2 separate regions of the Mus musculus genome follow, and region 2 is linked to region 1. Evidence: chromatin contacts called from public HiChIP or PLAC-seq data. All regions are on one chromosome and are shown on one strand. Each heading gives the region's core, a stretch centred on a gene start, on an enhancer-like site or on the middle of the called end of the contact. The rest is flanking DNA. Distances are from core to core; before and after follow the strand shown. Region 1 holds the start of Wdr86 (WD repeat domain 86). Region 2 holds the start of 1500035N22Rik (RIKEN cDNA 1500035N22 gene).

What was found. HiChIP or PLAC-seq counts read pairs in DNA pulled down with a chosen protein or histone mark.
Region 2: an H3K27ac HiChIP or PLAC-seq map of embryonic stem cells shows a contact between it and region 1, with 3 times the contacts expected there. The contact joins the promoter of 1500035N22Rik here to the promoter of Wdr86 in region 1. A contact is called at or near these places in 4 of 39 promoter capture datasets (hippocampal neurons, neural stem cells, pre-B cells and 1 more), 4 of 115 datasets of contacts at active chromatin or transcription factors (embryonic stem cells and stem cell-derived neural progenitor cells) and 1 of 9 other capture datasets (embryonic stem cells).

Annotation. Positions count from the first base shown.
Region 1 is chr5:24,729,345-24,733,514 of GRCm38.p6, reverse strand. It overlaps Wdr86 (WD repeat domain 86), which reads left to right and starts at 2,835. Exons shown (of 6, transcript NM_001081441.1): 1 at 2,835-3,334. The coding sequence starts at 3,172. It overlaps Gm42231 (a long non-coding RNA gene), which reads right to left and starts at 2,525. Exons shown (of 2, transcript XR_880885.3): 1 at 2,449-2,525. RefSeq lists an enhancer at 1,672-2,961.
Region 2 is chr5:24,983,261-24,987,264 of GRCm38.p6, reverse strand. 1500035N22Rik (RIKEN cDNA 1500035N22 gene) reads right to left here and starts at 1,423. Exons shown (of 2, transcript NR_166410.1): 1 at 1,229-1,423. All of the region lies in intron 3 of Prkag2 (protein kinase, AMP-activated, gamma 2 non-catalytic subunit), which reads left to right.

The DNA of each region.
Region 1 (4,170 bases), core at 1,586-4,085:
GTTATCTGTGTAGCTTTGGGGATGGTCACTACCTGACATCAAATGGTCGCTTTCACTGACCCTAGAGTTCTTCCTTAGCAGTCTGCTCTTTCCTTCTGCCTCTTGGAATGTGGCCGTTCCCTCCCCCACCCCACAGAGCCTCTGCGGATGGTGCTTGGCATTCCACAAATGATTAGCTGATTGGCTCTCCCAGCACACGGTCTTTCAGGCTCCTGCTGGGACGTGTGTGTGTGTGTGTGTGTGTGTGTGTGTGTGTGTGTGTGTGCGCGCGCTGCTGCTTCCCAACTTTCTTGTCTCCAGGGATAGCCTGCTGAATTTCCCAGCTACTCAGTAAAGGAAAAGGGCAAAGACACTGGGCCTCCTGGAGATGAAGCCCACAGTGCTCAACTCCACTGGAAGGAATATCAAATATGAGTTTTTTCTATCTAATACTATAACACTGTGTTTAGGAACATTTTTTTTCTCCTTGTAAGACTTTTATCCTCTCCCTTAGAGGCCCACCAGTCCATTCTAGGATGGTCTAGAGCACTGACCCCTTTTTGCCAGGAGCAGTGACCTCTTCCCCTTCCTCTGTCATTTCCCATGAGCCAGTTCTTTCAGACTAGCCAGGTAAGGTCAGCGGCAGCCAGTGGGGGAAAGGAGACTCTAGCAGTGTTAGACTAGAAACCAACTGTACTTCCTGTCTTTTTTTGTTTTGGTTTTTTGGTTTTTTTGGAGACAGGGTTTCTCTGTGTAGCCCTGGCTGTCCTGGAACTCACTCTGTAGACCAGGCTGGCCTCCAACTCAGAAATCCTCCTGCCTCTGCCTCCCAAGTGCTGGAATTAAAGGCGTGCACCACCACCACCACCCGGCTGTACTTCCTGTCTTGATGTGCAAGCTCTTCCTAAGCACACTCTCTGAGAAAAGTCTGACTTGTCTGGACTCTCTGGTTGGAATGGTGGTCTTTTTCTTTGTCACCTTGAACTTGTTTCTAACATCCAAAGATGTGCCCGACTATGAGGATTCGATAATGATAAGAACTCTTCATCTTGGATGGAGGCAGTTGACTATAATCTGTGGGCTCTGGGATTGGTGGCTAAGGGGCTGAGGACGCACAGGTGGTTTTCTGGGGAGTAGAGGGCAAACCACAAGTGTAGATGTCCCATTGTGCTCATACTATTGGTTTACAAACAATTACACTAGACTTCTGCCAGGGACCTAGCAACAGTCAAGTCATCATCAGCGGGTGGCCTGGCAGCTTGTAAGAGACTCTTACCTCTACTCCCTCACCCCGCTCTTTCTCTCTTCCCATGTGTTCCCTGCTGGCCTCTCTTTCTGTCCTTTGTCTCCACTTCTCTGCCTTGTGGCTCTGTCTGCCTCTACCCCTCCTCCAGGTCCTAGCTCCCCTCGCCTCCTCCTAAATAAACCTCTCTTATACCATGTCTGTCTCGTAGTGTGTTTTCTCAGGGGTACACTTTGGTATGAGACTGCCAGGGACCCCCTACTCCTGCCGCTGCATTATATTCATAACACATACCACGTGACCCCTTGGAAATGTAGCTGCCCTACCTGACCCACTGCTGGCCAAGCTCTTCGAGGCTGTGAATGTGTTCATGCCACCTAGTCCTGGCTGTTCCCTAAAATCTTTTACAAGTCTTCCTCCTGAGAATGCAGGTCCCTGCATCCTCTGGCTCCTCTCTAGGTGAGCAGTCTCAGTTTCCTTATCCCACACCTCAGCATGCAGGACGCTTGCTCTAGGGTGCCCACTGCTCACACACTCCTACTCCCGCTGAGCTCTCCTGTGCAGCCAGCTACCCACCAGTCTTCGCACCGGGATGATGCAAATGCCTTCTAAAGGTCAGCGTACCAGATGAACTCAGGATGGGCCCTTAGTGGGCACTCTGGCTCCTGAGTCCTCTACCCTTCCTGTACTCACCAGCTCCACATTCCAGATCCCATCAAAACACTCCTTAACACCCTCAGCTGGCTCCTCAGTGTCTCCTAAGCTGATTGAGAGTTTGGAGAAAGAAAAAAGCCCATGTATTTGGTTGCGCCACTGCCACTCGGGGAATGAAGCCGGCTGTGCCGCGGGACCCATTCTGGGGTTTTCTTGGAATTGAATGGGGTCATCCAGAGTGATTAAGGCAGGTCATCACATCACCCCGAGGGCCGCCTCCTCTAAACCATCTCTTTCCAGCCTTTCTTTCTGGACTCCAAAAAGAGCCCTGGAGGGTTCGAGAAACTCTGCGATCTTTAGGACCTGGAGGATCAGAGTTGGGGGTCACCCTCCCCGCCCCCAGCAAAGTCAGCACCCGGAACTGCTCTAATAGGAACCAGCCGACTGAGCTCCGGGAGGGCTGCGGGCTGGGTATAGGATTCCTGCAGAGCTCAGTGGGACCTCAAAGGCGCGCGCCCAGCTGGGGGTGGGGTGGTGATGGGTGGAAGGGCGAACCTGACCTCTGGTCTTACCTCCAACCCCCAACGGCCAGGATCCAGCCTGGCCCAAGTAGAATTTGGGGTGTGCTTGTTATTTCCCAGAAAGGGCGTACTCGGGGTTCCGCAGCTTCTGCCCTTCATCGGGGGTCTCCTAAGACTCCAGACTCTTCGGTCCACCTCCTTCTTGCCTTGGGCTCTGGGGACAAGGTCAGCGAGAGTGACAGGGAACAGAATCCAGCCTAGGCAGTTGGAAGGGTCGTACATGAAGCACGTGGAAACGGTCCCCAACGAGGGACCCGGATAGCTTCTAAGTTCTGTTCCCGGAGGACGACCAGGGAGTCTTGGGGTGGGGGTTGGCGCGCGGCCCGAAAAGTGGGAGGGGACAGGTTGGGGGGTGGTCTCTGAGGAGGAGCCAGGCTGGATTGTATTGTTCCGCGCTCCGCTTCTCGGGTTCTTCTACCGGCTTCAGACCTGGTGGGCTCCTCTGCGCAGAAGCGCCCACCCCTCCTGAGCCCCGAGAAGGTTCTGAGTAGGGGAGGTCTCACCTGGGTCCTTGCATCGGAGCTGAGAGAGCGGAGGACACCGGTGGAGAGTCATAATCCTTGTTCCCCGCCGCACCTCGAGCCTTTGCAGGAACGAGGCGCTCTCCCACCCCCCACGATGGCCATTGCCTGGCCGAGCCCGGCCAGGACCACGAGCGGACGCTGGAGCGCCGCTCTCTAGCCGGGCTCAGCGCCTCTTTACCCCAGGCCAGCGATGGGGAGCAGCGGGTCGGCTCTGAGGGTCTGTGCGGACCACCGCGGGGGCATCAACTGGCTGAGCCTGAGCCCCGACGGGCAGCGCCTGCTGACGGGCAGCGAGGACGGCACAGCCCGCCTCTGGAGCACCGTGGACGGCCAGTGCTGCGCGCTCCTTCAAGGTAGATGGGCGCGCGTGCTCGCGACCTTTCCCGCCTCTTCACGCTCACCTGCACCGCACCCAGACCTCACTCTTCCGGGCCCCGCAGCCCCCTTCTGGAAGAGTAGGGCTCTAGCTCCTGCTCATCCAGGAGCTCCCCCAGCCCTTGAGCTCTTGGCGGGAAGCCGTGAGGAGCCCGAGTGTGTGGGTCGCACCAAAGCGCGCACCCCAATGAAAGATCCTTTTGTCAACCAGTCCCATGAAATCCTTACACGGAACCGGTGTTACCATGTTAGGGACTTGCCCAGGGCTGAAGGGCACCCTTGAGACTTGAACCCCCACTCCTCCCCACCCCCAAGCTCCTTGTTGGCCTCATTTCAAGTATGGCCAGAAGAAAGAGGATTGGTTCAAACTTCTGGGGAATAGGGAAGTCTATCTTGCATATTTGAAATGAAACGAGAACTATCATGCACGGAAATGCATAATGTGTCTTTCGTATCCACCTGTTGATTCATATTCTGTTCACTCTGGCCAGCCTTGTCTTGGGTGCTCCCACCCTGCATTATGGGGTGCCCCTGGCCGGCTGCTGGCCTTTGCAGTCGCACATGCGGACTAGAGGAGGCATGCCAAGGTTTTTGCACAGGTACCGCTCCTTATCTTCAGCTTTTCCTCCCTGATCAGCAAATGCTGGGTGGCCTGGCCCAAGCCCTTCCAGTGAAACAGTTACCTTCAAAACTGCTTCATTCCTACGCTATCAGTTTGAAGTGAAAACAGTATAAGGTAGTTCATGGCTCCAAAGGGAGGAACATTGAATTGACAGGTATTTGGGAGCTGGTGTGAAGATGGGGAATTGGCTAC
Region 2 (4,004 bases), core at 174-2,673, 260 kb before region 1:
AAAGCTTGGTGGAGGAGGACATGAAAATATTCCACCAGCAAGAGGCAGCCCTGACCTTGATTTTTCAGGACAGGACAGATGGTGACATTTAGAGAAAGAGAAGCAGCTTCATCCTGGGGAGCTACCCACAGCCTGGGCTGTGTGAGGGCCTGAGGAATCTAGCCTTGGGGGCCTCAGACCCCTTCCTCTGCAGTCTCCCTCCCTGAAGCAGGGTCCACTCCCCTCCAATGGGCTTTCTAGGAAGGAGCCTCCCTGTGCCGTGGGGACGAAAACTCTTGGAAGTTAAAGAAAGGTAAAGACAACAGGGGAGCGATGGGTGTTGCTGCTAATACTGAGGGTCATTTTAGATCTTTTGTTTAGTTTTTGTGATGCTGGGGATAGAGCCAGTCCCCGAGACCCCTGAGGCCCATGGAAACATCCACAGAAGCCAGTCTTTGTCTGCCCCACCTGCGTTACCTTTCTTCTCCCTGGAAACAAGAGCCAAGCTTCTGCCTGATCTCTCCTTTCTCCTCTGCCTCCTGAGCAGCCTGGCATTCCTTGTCATGCCGCTCCCCCCCCCATGGCTGTGACACACCCCCTCCTCTGGGGGACTGTAATACACTGTCTTTCCAGAGGAAGCTCATCCCCTGACCTCACTACCCCGAGTCATTAGAAAACTACATTTTAAAACACATTTCCCACTGCCTGTAAACCTAGACATTAATTGTCCTGGCTTCTTTTTTTTTTTTTTTTTTACACTTTGAGTGCAGCGTTGTCTCAGGGAGCTCGGCAGGCCACAGTCTACATAGGACACAGATCATACACCCAGCCTTTGAGGATGGCACGCTCAGTCTCCAGGTTCCTTCTCATCTGCTGGGCTCAGTCTGGGGCCCCTGGTGGTAGGTGCACACAGAGGCAGCCTTAAAAGGTAGGCAGCCTAGGGTGGGGATGTAGATCAGTAGGTAGATAAAAAGTGTGCACAAAGACTTGGATTCCATTCCCAGCACTATATAATTATGATTGCTCATGCCTGTAATCCCAGCACTCGAGAGACAAAATAGCGAGATCAAGACTTCAAGGTATCCTTGGCTACAGAGTGAGTTTGAGCCTACAGGAGACCCTGACTCAACAAACCAACACTGACAGCCCATTCCAATCCCCTGCCTGCTACCCTGGGCCCAGGCAGTGCATGCCAGCCTGCCTCTGCCTATTGTCTAAGAGCTGCACAAATGTAGGACTCTCTCCTCACCTGTGATTGAGCTTGGCACCCATTCCCAGTCAGCTCTTCTCACGGTTCCTAGTTTGTATAGTCTCTGCTTCCTAGCACACTCAGCCTCAGCCTGCCCATGGCACTGCACGCCATGAGGACAGGAGCCAGGAACCCCCAAGAACAGGGCCGCTCCATCCTCCAGGGCTGCATTTCTGTCAGGATTTCTCTGTGACTGGGAACCGGAGCGGCACTGGGTTTGTAGCCACTTGCCGTTGCTATAGCAACCCCTGACTTACACCAGCTACACACTAAAAATAGATCATCTTGCCCCTAATATAGAAAAATGAAGGAAAATGAGAGCAGGCAGGACCCTTCCCATCCAGTTATGCGCTGATGCAGCGGCTGGGTCTCTGTATGCGCGCACCCACTCAAGAGTAGAAAGAACAGGATGGAGGGGACACACTAGAGTGTCCTCAGAACTGCTGTGGCCTGGCTCTTCCCCATGTAGAGGCCTCAGCTGTCCTTTGTTCTGAACTAAAGCATTCAATAGTAAAGCACAGTTTACCCAAGGCGGGTTGTATGTTCCAGACAGCCTCTTCATGTACCCCAGGCTAGCCCTACCCTCACATCCATCTCCTGAGTTCTAGTCTTGCTGACGGGCACCCTCCACCTGGCCTGTTCAGCTTTTCAGTCTTACTTCTTCTGTGGGTTGTGTTTTTTGGAAGGTAGGGCTGCTGTCGTTTGCAGAACAGACAGCGTGAGAGCTCCTAGCGACAGCATCTGAAGTACTGAATTGCTTGGGAACGCTGTGACACAAGTGTTCCCCAGGAGTGAGCCTGGGGAAGGAGAACCTTCAGGTACTTGAAGGACCACCCATCCTCCTGGGGAGGAAGTACTGTGGGAAGACAGACCTCACCACTCTAGGACCAGCTCCTCCCTGGGATAGCAATGGCTCTCGATGCATTCGATCACGTTGTCCGAATCATGAAAGTTCAAAAACATTTCAAAATGCTTGAAGATTGTTCTGGAAGGGGTTGTGCAGGAAAGAATTGGGACCTGTCCCTACGGAGTCCGAATTGTGGCTGTCTGCCTGTCGTATCTGAGACTTGTTGATGGCATTTCCTGTGGTGGAATGAGTCTGTGTCCCCCTGAACAGCTGTCTGCACACAGTGGGTGCACTGTAGCCTTCCTTGTTCTTGGGAGCTGTTTTGTTTGTTTGTTTGTTTGTTTGTTTGTTTTTAAGGTGATGGGAGATGTGTGTGGGGCTTCTCAGAGCCCCTGGCTCTGCCATGGGGCTGAAGTGGTAGTGGACATTTGTGAATATGTAGAGCTATGCTTGGAATGTGGTGACTTGCATGTTAAGACGAGGACCTCTGCCCATAAGCCAGGGACAGCCAGGAGGGGCTGGGGGGCTTGGATTTGGGCCTTTGTGGGAAAGCCCACTGCCAGGAACCAGTGGGGAGACACCCTCCGCTTCTCCCATCCCCCATCTCTTCCTCCTCCTCCTCCTCTTCCTCTCTCCTTTCTCTCCTTCCTCCTCCTCTTCCTTTTCCTTCCTCTCTGTATCCCCCACCTTTATCCTCTTCTCCCTCTTCTCTCCTCTCTTCTCCTCCTTTTCTTCTTCATTCTCTTTCTTCCTCTTCTTTCCCCTCCTGTCCTTCCCCCCTTCCCTCTCCCTTCTCCTCTAACTTCCTTTTTGTGACCAACAGATAAAACTTTTTTTTCATCATCTGGAGCTGCACAGCTTGAGAGAATTAAGCACATGCTCATTATGATGCCAGCTCGCCCCCCACCCCCCATCCCTCTTCCACTCTCAGAATTCATCTTCCCAAACTGCCTTTATCACACAATGATCCTTCCCATCTCTGGCACCCCTCAGTCTACTGTCTCTATGAATCTGATCATTCTGGGGCCCTCACAGAATGAAATTGAGCCGTGTGTTTCTCTCCATCTCTTCTGTCCGATGCCCTTAGGTCCTTGTGGGCCACAGTACATATCTGTGCTGTGTCAGGTCTTCCTGAGCTGTGCTGGGTTTCTCCCATGCTTTTGGAGGCTCCCCCATGCTCTCATACCTTCCACACACCCTTGAAAGGCTGCGTAATATTTTGCCATTTGGAGACCCCTTTTGTACATTCAGTCATGTGTCACAGAATATCTGAGCTGTGTCCCCTGTGACACCAGCCTCCCTCCAGATGTGATGAAGCAGCTGTTGTCCCTGTCCTCTCAGCCTGGGACTGGGCACAGAGCAGCCAGCTCACTTCCTTGCAGTGAGGGCATTAGGTCTCTGCTAATGGTGGGCACCACATCCCCACACAGCCTCGCTCAGCGCCCCCTGGTGGATCTAAGCCAGGGGTGCTGCACTCCTGCCAGCCAGAGACACCACAGCCCACAGGACTCACTGCATACTTAAGTACCTGACCTCAGACAGCCCAACTGAAGGTTCTGGGGCACAGATGGACATAACACCCCCTACAGTCTGGTGTGGAAAGCCGATGTCCAAGCTGCTCTGCTTTGCAGTCCCATGCAACCCTCTGTCACACTGTCTCCTTCAAGACCCTAGCACCTAAGTGTGAGTCAGTAAGCCAGGCACACACCCAAGCTCATGCAGGCTCTACAGTACAGGGGACATCATAGAAAAGGTCCTTAGAGAAAAGGAGCCCAGGACAGTTCCCAGGAAGGAAGATGTGCAACTCACAGGCACCATCGGGCAAGGACCAACCCCAATCACCAAGGGCCTGCAAGCTTCCCAGTCCACAGGTTCTAAGCAGCTGGCCCACAGGTGCTGTAAGGGACAGCAGGGTCAAGCAGCCATCAG